2 separate regions of the Mus musculus genome follow, and region 2 is linked to region 1. A link is a contact called in public Hi-C data. All regions are on one chromosome and are shown on one strand. Each heading gives the region's core, a stretch centred on a gene start, on an enhancer-like site or on the middle of the called end of the contact. The rest is flanking DNA. Distances are from core to core; before and after follow the strand shown.

Region 1 (6,960 bases), core at 2,295-4,794:
GATAAACAGAGTGCTCAGTGAGGCTAAGACATTCTATAATTATCTCTTTAGTTGGTTTATACCACATGGTCACCTTAACCAAGATTGTGGTGAAGTTGCAGGTATGTACTCTCTAACCTTAGTAAAAATGGCTGCCAGCCGCACGCTTGCCTCCATCATGATGAGGTCATCAGCCAAGGTGAAGGAAAGCCACATGGTTGCTATTTAAAAACATCAATTTTCCTAAACAAAAATTGAATTTAAGTTTTTAAAAAATGAATCACATAAGATTCAACCTTTTGTTACAAGTATTAAGCTAACTTTTTATTATAGATTTTGCAGATTCTTTAACCACACTTAATGAATTTACAAATCCCCAAATAAAAAAGTATCTACATACTAGTCTTAAAAGACTTCTTGAGAGCAGAATGTAGAGAAATCTTAGAGATAAAAGATTTAGAAGAGTGGAAAATAGGGAGTTTGGGAGTTGTAGAGCAGATAAAACTTAGATAAAAGAGGTTTGGGGATCATTTATTTGTGCGGTGGCAGAAGTGTTAGGATTTGGGGGATGAGTGTGCCAATTTTGGGCCGTTGCCTGAGTTGTTCTGAGACCAAGCTCTTTGCAGTAAGATTTCAAGGCTTTAATAAAAATCCTATGAGTCCAAGGAGGAAATTGATTCTAAGGGGAAAAGGAAAAAGGGTCGTAAACCTGAACTCCTCTGGAAGAGTTCCTATAAGGTCCAAGAGGGAGCTGAGCATCAGAAAACGGGGTTGCAGTGAAGAATTCCACCTATGGAAGGATTCCAGCACCATACTGTAGAGGCCCAGAGAGCATAGAGAACCTGCAGACCATAGCACGAAGCTTGGGGATGGGATGGGGCGGGGTGAGGAACCATGAGGGACAAGGGTCACAATTTATAGGCCCAGGAGGGTGGGAGGGTGTAGCTGTTAGGAAGAGGGGTAACTGTTTTAATAAAGAGCTGCCCAGGAAGAGTAGCAGGCTCCAGGAGCTGAAGAGATAGAGAAGACATATACAGAGTAAGAGAAGAGACACTACGGGTTAGAGAAGGTGGAGGGAGGAAGCGGCTGAAAGAGGCAGATGCCAGAATTTAGAGATTCAGATGCTAGGGGAAGAGAAGCCCCGCCCCCAGGCTGGAGAGGTTTAAGGTAGAGGGCGGGGCGAGAAGTGCTGGGAGGAGCCACTGGTACAGAGTTTCTTTGAGTTTCTCCCAGGTTTCTTTTTTTTTTTTCCCATTTTTTATTAGGTATTTAGCTCATTTACATTTCCAATGCTATACCAAAAGTCTCCCAGGTTTCTTTGGGACTTGACATCTGCCATTCTCATTTCTCTCTCATTAGCCTTCCAATGTACAGAAACTGTTGACCACACAGGCTTGTCACACTCACATGCCAGGTTCTCCCTCCCCTCTGATGACAATAGCTTGTGTCTAGTTGACATGGAACTAACCAGTGCACCTGGCCTGTGAATCCTCCATGTCTCTGCCCCTCCCTGATCATGAAATCTCTGCTTCATCCGACCCACAGTTTCTGCTTTGAAAAGCTTGGTGCTTTAAAGGCTACAGCTACACGTTAATGGAAGTGTATATTAAGCTGTAAAACCCTCCAAATTTGCTCTTATGAATCAATATTTTAATCAAAGTCAATTTTTAAATTAAAAAATTTTAGGCTATTCTAGATCATTTGCATTTCTCTACCATTTTTAAAAATCAGTTTGCCAATTTCTGCAGAATTCCCTTTGGGCTTTTTCCCCTTTCTCCCTCCCTCCCTCCTTCCCTCCCCCATTCCCTCCCTCCTTCCCCCCCTTCCTTTCTCCCTCCCTCCCTTCCTCCCTCCCTCTCTTCCTTTCTTCCTTCCTCCCTCCCTCCCTCCCTCCCTCCCTCCCTCCCTCCCTTCCTCCCTCCCTCCCTCTCTCCCTCCCTCCCTCCCTCCCTCCCTCTCTCCCTCCTTCCCTCCCTCCCTTCCTTCCTCCCTCCCTCCCTCTCTACCTCCCTCCCTCTCTCCCTCCCTCCCTCCCTCTCTCCCTCCTTCCCTCCCTCCCTCCCTCCTTCCCTCCCTCCCTTCCTTCTTTGATTCAGAGTCTCACTCTGTAGCCCAGGATAGCCTGAAACCTGTGCTCATCTTTCTGCTCCAGCCTCCTGAGCACTGAGAGCCCAGGTAGGGTCCACCAGCACACCCAACTACCTCTGATATTTTCATTGTAAATACATTTAGTCTGTAGATTAATTTGGAAAGAATTGACATTTTAAGAACAACGAATCTTTCCACAAACATGGCATAATCTCTCCACTTACTTATCCATTCACACTGAGTAGAAACCGTACGTGGAAGTTGGAATTCGGATCTTTTCTGGTGGAAGGGACAGACAATTTTGTAAGGTGCTTTCATTGTGAAGAAGTTTACAGTCATGAGTGGAAATAACCAAAAATACTGTCTAGTACTCCATGCTGCTAAGTGGTCATGTTTGGTAGCTTAGGATACCAAATGCATTTTCAGCTCCTGCCAGTTTCAACTTGTAGTGGGTTATCAGTGTGTAACTTCTGCTGCAACCAGACCTGTGTGTGAATTCAGACCGATCTGCGTATACTTCACAAAGCTGTGCCAATTTCTGCAGAATTCCCTTTAGAGACCCTTGGGCCACAGGATCTAGGCCAAGCTGTTGGAGGCAGCTGACTATTCTTGCCAAGTGTCACTGTTCTGCCCACCAGCCCTCTTCCTGTCAGCTCACCTTCAAATGTCCCAATCCTAGGATGTTTTAGAGTCAGAAACCTTGTGACTGGAGGCAATCCATGTCACCTCTCAGTGCTTCGGTTTTCATCTGTAAAATGAGAATAACTATAGCAATTTTTCGGGGCAATTATGAAGGTAGAAAGAGGAGTCACCTAGAAAGAGTGTCGACAGGCCTGTGTCAGTGAGTATGACCATGGCTACAATTTTGCAGAGTGGCTCGTTCTTGAGGTGGACATTCACACTAATCCTCCCTGCCCTGTTAAGGAAGGATTCCTCACTTTCCCTCATCCAGACTGGTGTGTCAGGGTTCTATTCAAAATCTCACTTCCCAAAGGTCTGCTGCCCGTCTCCTCTGCAACCCTTCTTTACCTCACTTAGGCTCCACAGCCTCCAGCTGCTGAGGGAGCAATGACTCCCACAGGCAACTGCTCATCCACACCTGCAGGCAGGGCCACATGACTCCTGCTGCAGGCGACCCCTGGCTGTGCTCAGGCAGAGCTGTCCAAGTAAACATATGCTTCAAATGCATGCACCTGGGGTCCTCACAGCCCCCTACTTCCTGGTGTGTTAGCATTCCAGTCGTTTGCTGAAGTCACAAGGTTAGCCCCATTGGCCCATGAAACCCCACTCCAGCCAAACACTTCTTGAGGTTGTGCTGTGCCCAGATCAGCATTTAATCACGTTTCCATCACAACACAGTGAGAAATGTGTGACTGGCCCTTAGCAACAGTCTCTCCAGAAAGCTAGCCCTATAGAGAGCTTATTAAGTTAGCCGAGCACACGTGAGGCACAAGCTAAAAACAGACGTGTGCTGCCTGGAACCTCATGCGGCACATGGCCGAGCTGGGAAGGGAAGGGATAGGGCTTTGCTGGCAAATGAGGGCAGAGAAATGAGGAGATGCAGGCCCAGGTTCCTGAGGTCACTAAGCTATCTCAAGGGCTAAAGACCCCTCCCCTCACCCAGCTCAGACTGTCAACCAGCTGCTCTCAGGTCCCCATGCTGGGAAGCCCTCTGTGATCCCCCACAGCTCCTTTGTGTCATTTAGGACCCAAGAAAGAGATCTACCTGGAACTGCCTGCGAAGGAAGAATTAAAATTTAACACTTATTTTTTTTTTCCAGCAAGCTCAGGACGCACCATGATGCAAATATATTCTTGTCAGATGAGGCTAGTCAGACTGGTAATCCCCATGCTCAAACAGCTGAGGCAGGATTATTGTGAGTTCAGGGCTAACCTGAGCTACAGAGTAAAACCTTGTCTCAAAAGGGATGGGGCAATGGAGTTGTGGCTCAGTTGATGGAGTGTTTGCCTAGCATGCCTGAAGCCCTGGGTTCGATTCCCAGCACTGCATAAACTGGACATGGTAGGGAAGACCTGTAACCCTGAACTCAGAAACTCAAAGCATAAGAGTCAGAAGCTCAAGGTCGGTTCTTGGCTACATAACTAGAGGAAAGTCAGCCTGGTAAACATGAGATCCTATCAGAAAAAGAAAAAAGTTCTGGGGGCTGAAGAATGGCTCTGTAGTTAAGAGCACTTGCTGTTCTCCAAGAGACTGTAAGAGCATGTCAGCTCACAGCTATCTGTAACTCCAGTTCCAGGGAATCTGACACCCTCTTCTGGTCGCCACTGGCACTGCATATTTGTGGAGCAGGTGCAGGCATGCACACATGCATGAATAAAAAAATGAATACCTCCGAATGCCCTATGTAGTGCCCTGGACACGCCCCTCCATGGCCTCTCTCCTGGTGAAATATGATTGAGCGTTTGCTCCTCAGGCAGGGGGCCTGATGGTGGTCCTGAAGATGACCAGACTGCAGAGTTTTGCAGCCCCCTCTTCACATTCTGCTGCACACACATGTGCCCACTGCAGCTGGTGAAGACCTAGACATTTCATCTGGTGACAATTGCCAATGACTTCAATGCAGCACACCAAATGCTCTAATGGAAGCAAGCAAAGCTGTTGGGGCTGGTTTTGTGTGCTGTGTATTAGCTGCTGAGTTCTGGGCCCCAAGATCAGGTTGCAGTCTGGACATGGGCATTGTATTGACCAATGTGCTATAACCACGAGGAGAGAGGAGAGAGAAGGAAGTCTCTGTGAGGCAGGATAGATTATGAGCACATGGCCAAGAGAAAAATCACCTTAAGGACACACCTGGAACAGAACCAGATGCAGATGGTGAATAATGGGGCATTTATCTGATTATTGACAATCCAGCAGCGTTAAAATAGCTCAGAATCTGCCCAGCACAGTGGCAACAGCTTGTAAACAAAATACCAGGTTTCTGTGTCTCTTATTTGGGAGCTAAATGGGATATAGAGTGTAGCAAACCCCTCCCCCATAAAATTCATTTAATACAAAGCCGTCTGGATTCAGAAGGAAGGAGGGATGACCCAGACAGGAAACTGGAAACGGCTGCATGGAAGACTCTGCATTTATCCTGGCCCTGGCCTCCCTAGTCCCAGCACCTGCAGGTTTGTCCTCCTCAGTGCCCAGCTGACTCTACCAAGCTCTAGGGAAGTGGCCAAAAGGAAGGCATTCTAAAGCCTGGATTATGGCCTGCTCCTAGGTACCCTGAGCAACCTCAAATGACGCTGCTTTTTCTGTTGCTGGGAAACCAACTGGATGCTGCCTAAGGGACTCTGGCTTCGGAAACAGACATCAGGGACCCTGTGACCTTTCCTGTCCTTCCCTTTCCTCATGAAGCCCAGATGAAGTCTTGGAGGCCAGGGTAAAATAGTTCCTTGTTTCATTTTGGTGCAAAAATAGGTAAGCAGACTATGGCAAATTGTTGGGTCTACAATGACTTAGCATTGCAAGACAACCTTGGCCACCTTTGCCAGCAGCTATCCTTTAAGCTCAACTCAAGAGCGGTGAATACCAATCCTCTTCCCTGGAAAGTAAGGTAGCTTTCTGCATTACAGGGAAGCTGACCTAGAAGATGGAGCACAAAGAATTTGTGGCCAATTTCTGGAGATAAGGAGATAGTCTGAGAACAGGGAGGTCAGTGTGCTTAACTGGAAGTCCTAGCAGGCCATCTGGACAAGAGGAAGTGTTTCAGGAAGTGTTAGGGGTGTAGACATTGAGGAAGGTACAGAATTTAAATCTAGATCACCAGATGGAATCTCCGGTCCTCACCAGAGCTAGCAGGTGCCTGTATGTGCAGCAGACTAGAGAGAGGGATGCTAAACTTTGAAGTGTGGGCATCTTCAAAACCACCATCAGGCCTCCTTCCCAAGGAACAAACCCTCAATCATATTTCACTAGCGGAGAGGGTAGCTCTCTCATGCCTGTTTCTGAGTCTAAGACTAGTGAACAAGGAGGATAGCTCTGCTAATCAGAGACAGCACTATCGTTAGGAACAGAGGAGTCTGTGAGCCCCCACAAATGAGGAGAAAATATTCTCATAGGCCGTGAAGCACTGTATAAATGTTAGGGGGTTTTCCCACTAAAGAAATTGGTGTCCCCACTACAGATTGAGCCAGTATCCACAGTTCATGACCTCCTGGCAGCTAGTATGACCTGCTTCACTCCCATCTTCCCCACTGAAAATTATTCTTCCATGGGTTTATTTGAGACACGTTTATTGAACAGCCTCCGTGTGCTGGGCAATGGACCCAGCTTAGCAGAAGGCATGGATGATGCCCCTTGAGAAATTCAGGCTCTGATTTAAAAAAAAATGTTCTAAAGGCATCATTTATACCAGACAGGACAGCATTCAGTGGTTAACCTGTCTGCAGTAACTTTGCAATGCAGGACTATCTTGGTCAACTTCACTATCCTTAACCCTAAACTCTGGCAAGGTGAATTCAGACCCTTTCCCTTGAGTCCACAAGAGGCGAGCTTTCTCCTAGAAGATCTGAAAAGAAACACACGGGATGTGGCTTCCTCTGGGGAGGAACACAGATGGCATATTAATGAATTCTTTAGCAAGGACTGATTCAGCTGTAGCCACCAAACATACATCTGTGTTTTGAAAGGTGGCCCGGATGCAAGAGGTCCTTCCACAGGCAGCCAAAGGCAAATTAGGATAAGTCCTTATTGTCATGAGCCAGACACTTAGTACATTAGCATTTTCACCTGCCTTGAAGTGAAAGTCCCAACCTTGCAAGCCACATGAACGTCAAACATCACTCAGTAACTTCATTTTGCACACTAGCCACTCGGAAACCAAGTTCTGCTTCCACGTGTGGAACTGCCTGAGCTCATGTTGGTTGCTTTTCAACTTCCCAATG
Region 2 (6,791 bases), core at 3,932-6,431, 56 kb before region 1:
AATGTAGGTGTCGGGCTCCCCAGACAGAGAAGAGGGAGCCCTGCTACAAAAATGGAGTCAGTCCTCCATCTTACTCGGAGGTCACAAGAGCTGTCCAGACACAGAGAATGTGGACCTTCAGCAGCAGGGCCCAGCACTGCATTGTGACGTACTTTTGATGCCCCAGAATGAGAAGATATTTGGACATGGGTGAAAACTGATAGGATATTTCTCCACTGCCAGTGATATAAGCCAATTTAAGCCAGATTAGTTTATATTAAAGGCAGGTTTATTGGGAAGTGCTCTTGAGCAAGGACCAAATTTGGACCAAGGACCAAATTGCCATGGGGAAATGGGGTGGGGGGGGTAGGAGAAGGAAAGAGAAAGAAAGAGAGAGAAAAAGGTTTGCTTGCACAGAGAGAAGAGAAGAGAGAGAGAGAAAAAGACCAAAATGTTTGGATTATATAAGAAGGAGCCTCTGGGGGAAAGGCTGCTCAGACCCTGGGCTGGAAAGTTCAGGGTTGGGGACAATATATGCCAGGTAGGGAGAATCTGGAGGCCAGGTCTGCTTTGGTAAAATATGCACCTCAGTTCCTTATCCCCGGTTAGAAATAAAGAAGACATTGAAAATAAAACTCACCCGTCTCAACATACATCCTCAGAGAATCATACTCCATTCAACATCCTAGACCTGGACTCAGTGATCTTTTGTGACTTCTGCCTTTTCTAGGAGTTGCCTTTCTCAATAAACAGTCTCAAATATCCCATCCAACAGTTTCTATCTCCCTGACCTGTCAGGACAAGGACCAGAAGCCACCAGATAAACCTTAGACTTTCCAGGAAAGAACTGAATTGCTTGCCTCTAAGAACCAGCTCTCTCCCTCTCCTTCTCCCTCTCCCTTACCTCTCTTTCATTTGTGTGTGTGTGTGTGTGTGTGTGTGTGTGTGTGTGTGTGTGTGTGTGTGTGACTGCAGATGTCCAGAGGTGAGGCAGATCAGCTACAGTTTTGTAAGATTCTAAAGTTTGTCTAAGTGAAGCTCTGATCTTATTAAACCAATCACTTGCAAAGACTTGAGCACTGAGTGGGTACACCTTGCAAGTGGCCAGGAGTGGCCAACGTTTACTACTTCCTGGCGAGGCAATTCTTCTAGACTGAGATTGAATCAAGTGTCAGCCTTCAGCATGGTACAGAAAGGAAGGTGAATGTAGGAAACTAAAGATCTGCAGAAAAGCTTTTGGTTAGTGGGAAAAACCAGAAACTACACTCATGGAGTGACTTGTGGCTGGCTTGCTGCCAAAACTCCTTTCTTGCACCCATTATGAACTGCGTGGTGCTGTCTCAGAACTCACTGTACACTTACCTGGAAGGGGAAGCACATGATTGTCTCCACGATTATTCTCAGACTTGGCTCTACAGGTTGCAAATAAAATTTCTAGGCATCAAATAAAATGCATAGGCATCACTTCAGATCAAATAAATCAATCCCTGGGCAAGAAGTCCAGAGACAGGGGGCTGGGAAGGTGCAGCTTTCCAGGTAGTTCTGACGCACAGTGAGGGTTGAGAGCCACTGAAATAGACTGAGATGAGAAAGATGCTAAGGGGACAAGAGGGGAGGGGGGAATGACAGATGAGACAGACAGAGCAAATTTGCCCATGTTCACACTGGGGAGTGCTGGACTGTGAAGAAGCAGAGGCTACAGTGGGCCTGTCACTGGATTGCTTATAACAATGCTAAACTATGACTGCAAGTAAGGAATCAAAATTCAAGGACTCCCAAAATGTAACCAGGATAAGACAAGCTGGTACCTGAATAATATACTTTGTTACGTACTTTTATCAAGCCCAAAGAATTCACAGGATGAAAACGGACTCAAGGTAGTTCAAAGCTAGGAAGTTTTGTGGTGGAGACATAAAGGGAAGTTTCAAGGCTCCCAGGATGCTGGCTAGACAGACACACAGAACCAGAAGCCAGCCACTTCTTCATGGCTGAGGTCACACCTCACACAGCTTGCTCTTGCTCACTTGTTCACGTCCAACTCTGCTCCTCTCACAGGTCAGTTTGATTTTTTCGTGCCACCTAGCTTGCTCTGGCTGTGCACTCTGTCTAAGGTCCAATGTGAGTGCTCCAACCCTGGCTGATTATCACACATAAGGTCCAGAGCCAGCACCGAATGGCCATTGTTATGTCATCTTCAGGTCAAAGTTTCAAGAGAAAAGATTTTGGTCACCAGTCAAGCAAAGGATGGGTGATCCATGCTCCTCCGATCTGCTGTATGGGACAAGGGGTGGACTGTAGTGGAACATGGTGTGTTATTTACAGGCTGAACATTCTAGTAGACCCTTGCAAGAGCAGGATCTTGTGTATGATCAATAGGTAAGGTAGACAATTAATTATATCTAATATACACACATATAATAACTATAACATTTTTTCTTTCCTATCTATCTCCCAAAAGATGAGATGGGGAGAGAGAGAGTTAAAAGAATGTGTCCTATCTGGTCTCAGACCTACGTCTAAGAAAGAACTCCATGACCTAAAGGCAGTTCACCAACCTTCCTCTGCAGTCATGAATCATATCTCATGAGCCATCTTACCCTGATAGTGGCTTGAATACAATTGGCCCTCATGGATTCATATATTTGAATGCTTAGGGAGTGACATTAGGTTGTGCGGCCTTGCTGAAAGTGTGTCCTTCTCCAGCACCCTGCTTCCTGCCATGATGACAATGGACTAATCTCCAAAACTGTAAGCCAGCCCCAATTAAATGTTTTCCTTATAAGAGTTGCCATGCCAAAACAAAGTCAATGAGATGATAACCAATAATATTCAGCTATACTCTCAGATTGATGCCTAACTCAGTTGTCAGAGAGGTTTCATCCAGCAACTGATGGAATCAGATGCAGAGACCCACCACCAACAAACATTAGGTGGAGTTCAAAAATTCGTGCTGAAGAGGGGGCTGTGAGGATCAGAGGAGCCAGAGGGTCAAGGAATTCCACAAGAAAACCCACAAAATCAACAAACCTGGACTCATAGGGGCTCACTGAGATTTAATTAATAATCAGGGAGCCTGCATGGGTCTAACCTAGGCCCTCAGGATATCTGTTATAGTTGTGTGGTGTGGTGTTTTTGTGGGACTCCTAACAGAAGGAGCAGGGACTATTTCTGATGCTTTTGCCTGCTTTTGGGTCCCTTGTCCTCGTGCTTGGTTGCCTCGCCCAGCCTTAATATGAGAGGAGGTGCCTAATCTTAGTGAAACTTGATGTGCCACGTTTGGTTGATATCCCTGGGAGGTCTGCCCTTTTCTGAAGAGAAACAGGGGAGTGGATGGGGAGGGAGGAGGTGGAAGGGAGAAGGAGGAGGTGAGGGACAGAGGGGTAAGGTTAGCTCAGATCCATTCTCTGTAGGCTGGCTGTGAAACTGTAACAGACTTGAACCTCTCCTGCCAGGCATGTGCATCTTTTGGCATTGCAACAGTGTTATCATTTATGATGTTCATGCTTAAGAACCACGTGATCAAGCTCCAAGGGGAAAAAAATCTCACACACACACACACACACTCATAATAAGATTTTGTGTTGGCCTGGCCACGAGTGAGGATTTGAGCCTGTACCAGACAGAATCATTTGCAAACTTTGCAGTCATCGTGCTACGGCAGCGGTTTGACAGTTCAGTCGACAGCTCTGAAGCAAAGTTCTTGGCACTGACATGACAGTCTTCCACTGAAACTCAGAAATGTGAAGCTTCACTGAGTTTTATGTTCATGACAATGGTGGAATGTGTTAAGTCTCAAAACCCCCCAAATGGTGGGTAAATTCATGCATAGCCCAGCATTGGCTGTTGCCATGAAGAACTGGGCATTCTTAGGCATGAGCCATCTCCCAGGTAAGTTCAGGTGCACTGAGGCAGGAGCAGGGGTGGTTTGGGAGGTCCTGTCTATAAAGTAGCCAACACAAGCATCCCTATGCTCCCCCAGACTATGGGCCTGCTGAGTCTCAGTCTCTCTCTCTCTCTCTCTCTCTCTCTCTCTCTCTCTCTCTCTCTCTCTCCCTCCTTTCCTTTCCCCCCTCCTTTATATGCACTGGCTGGGAGGAGGCAAGAAGCACCTACAATGTATGTTGCTTTTTTTTCATGTAATGTGTGAAGGCCACAGCAGTGGCCCCAGTCCAGCCTTGTAATAGCAGTGTGTATTCATTTCTTTTAGAGCCTCTTACAGAGTCAGCTGCGTTAGCTTTTGGCCCAAGTACAGCTATTGGAGATTCTGTCTCGTTACAAAGGAAAGAGACAAATACTTGCATTTTTACTGACAAACCAAAACACCTTTGAACCAAAAGGGTGATTTATCTGGGCTGAAAATAAAACCCGTGCCTACTGAAGTCTTGTGCAGCTGACTTATCACTATTTTGGTCCTATAATTTGTTTTATAAGGTAGTAATTAGCAGGGCAAAGTCTGTTGCCAGGAAAGTAAATCACATTTTGCTGTTTTCTTCTTTTCTAACAAGACACAGACCTTGTCTTCAGTTAAAGAGCAGTTGCAAGGGCACCAGCAAGAAGGGCAGAGATCAGATAGTGGTGGAACCTGCAGGGGAGGGCTCAGAAAGATGACGGGGACGGGGACGGTGGGGGGGGGGGAGGATTCCTCGGGTAAATCTCTGGAAAAAGAAACGGTTTCCAGTCTTGTCCTTTTATCTTGTCTTTTTTCTCGGCTCTGTGTTTCTTCCCTGGCTATAGCCAAGTGGCACAAACGCTATAAACACTCTTACAAAGAGAACTTCTCTCTCTCTCTCTCCTTTACAGATGCCCCAACCGCCCCTTCTCCGTGGCTTCTTCGTTTCAGTGGTCCTTGGCTCTGGCCTTTGCTATGTGGCTTATTGTCACTCACCCCTCGCCTTCCTTTTCCAGCTCACCCTCTTTCGCCTGGCCTCAGGCTCTCTTCAATCCTTTCTCTCTCTCTCCTCTCAGCCCCATCCCATTCCTGGAGGTATCTGGACTGGTAGAGACTCTGGCTTCTCCTTCCTTCTGGATCTCTCTGAAATGTTTCTGTGAGGGGTGGGGAAATGTCAAGAAGGATTGGCCTGGCGGGTGTGGCTAGTAATGCACTGAAACCAGAACCCAGAGCCTGACGTCACCGGACCCCGCCTGTCAATCTCGGGCAGGCGCGCAGCTCGCAGCTCGCAGCCTGCCATCTCTGCCACTGCCTCTCACTCGCAGCGAAGGTGGCTCAGCGACAGGCGACCAGTACTTTCCTCTTTGACGCGGGGCAGCCTTCTGCAGGCAGCTGCTCGGACCGCGCAGGGAGGATAGCCAGGCACACAGCCGCGGAGCGCATGACCAGAGACTCCCGGGATCCCTGACTCCCCAGGTGAGCAGCGGGCTCCTAAGGGTACTTTGAGCTTCTGGGGAAGGCGAGGGGGTAAAAGGCAGTCCTGGAGTGAGTCCGTCCAGGAGTCAAAGAATTGGAGCAAGGCTTGACCACTGCACCTTAGCAGATTCCCCCCTTAGCCTTTCAATCCCCAGTTCCAGACCTGGGGTCTCTGGCTCTCAAACTTCTCTTTCAGGACCGCGGACAGCGGCTTTGCCCAGCTCAGGCTTGCAAAGAGATGACTCTCTAGGTTGATTTGTTTTAGGGTGTTCATGCATGCTAGTGCGTAGTGGAATCTATCTATGCACCTCTGCCAAAGCTCAGAAACCCCGTATATTCCGTTCATTCATTCACTCAACAGGTGCTTATTTATTGGGGTTCTCACTTTTCCCCCACTTCCCCCACTGCGCTCCGTGCGTGTTCCTGAGGTGAGATAAGCAATTTAAGTGAAGCAGTTAGAGCGGGGAAAGTTCATCGGTAGCTTGGGCAGTGCACCTGACAATCTGCGGTCCCTTTTGTGCAGGGAGCAACATCTAGCGGCGATGAACGCTAGCGCCGCCGCGCTCAACGAGTCCCAAGTGGTGGCAGTAGCGGCCGAGGGAGCGGCAGCTGCGGCTACAGCAGCAGGGGCACCGGACACCGGCGAATGGGGACCCCCAGCAGCATCCGCAGCGCTGGGAGGCGGCGGCGGACCTAACGGGTCACTGGAGCTGTCTTCTCAGCTGCCAGCAGGGCCCTCGGGACTACTGCTTTCGGCAGTGAATCCCTGGGATGTGCTGCTGTGCGTGTCGGGAACTGTGATCGCAGGCGAAAATGCGCTGGTGGTGGCGCTCATCGCGTCCACTCCCGCGCTGCGCACGCCCATGTTTGTGCTCGTGGGTAGTCTGGCCACTGCTGACCTGTTGGCGGGCTGTGGCCTCATCTTACACTTCGTGTTCCAGTACGTGGTGCCCTCGGAGACTGTGAGCCTGCTCATGGTGGGCTTCCTGGTGGCGTCCTTTGCCGCCTCAGTCAGCAGCCTGCTTGCTATCACAGTTGACCGTTACCTGTCTTTGTACAACGCGCTCACCTACTACTCGCGCCGGACCCTGTTGGGCGTGCACCTCTTGCTAGCAGCCACCTGGACAGTGTCCCTCGGGTTGGGGTTGCTGCCTGTTCTAGGCTGGAACTGCTTGGCCGACCGCACGTCCTGCAGCGTGGTGCGCCCCCTGACACGCAGCCATGTGGCGTTGCTCTCTACTTCCTTCTTCGTGGTCTTTGGCATCATGCTGCACTTGTACGTGCGCATCTGCCAGGTGGTCTGGCGCCACGCCCACCAGATCGCTTTGCAACAGCATTGCCTAGCACCGCCCCACTTAGCAGCCACCAGAAAGGGAGTGGGAACTTTGGCCGTGGTGCTAGGCACTTTTGGGGCCAGCTGGCTGCCCTTCGCCATCTATTGTGTGGT

The links. Hi-C and Micro-C count contacts between places; a contact is called where the count stands out from the background.
Region 2: a contact with region 1 is called in a Hi-C map of cortical neurons, with 2.9 times the contacts expected there. The contact joins the promoter of Gpr6 here to the enhancer-like site in region 1. A contact is called at or near these places in 7 of 39 promoter capture datasets (3T3-L1-derived adipocytes, the HPC-7 cell line, embryonic stem cells and 3 more), 9 of 484 Hi-C or Micro-C datasets (the N1E-115 cell line, cerebellar granule neurons, cerebral cortex and 4 more), 2 of 115 datasets of contacts at active chromatin or transcription factors (both in embryonic stem cells) and 1 of 9 other capture datasets (pancreatic islet).

What each region holds. Positions count from the first base shown.
Region 1 is chr10:41,013,270-41,020,229 of GRCm38.p6, reverse strand. No RefSeq gene overlaps it. Among named protein-coding and RNA genes, the nearest start is that of Gm48057, 18 kb to the left of the region's middle. Within about 2 kb of position 3,544, at least 8 of the 459 cell types and tissues checked have an H3K27ac peak or open chromatin away from gene starts, as enhancers often do. A contact at or near this core is called in cortical neurons and epiblast stem cells, where this site is marked.
Region 2 is chr10:41,070,680-41,077,470 of GRCm38.p6, reverse strand. It overlaps Gpr6 (G protein-coupled receptor 6), which reads left to right and starts at 5,181. Exons shown (of 2, transcript NM_199058.2): 1 at 5,181-5,344; 2 at 5,868-6,791. The coding sequence starts at 5,887.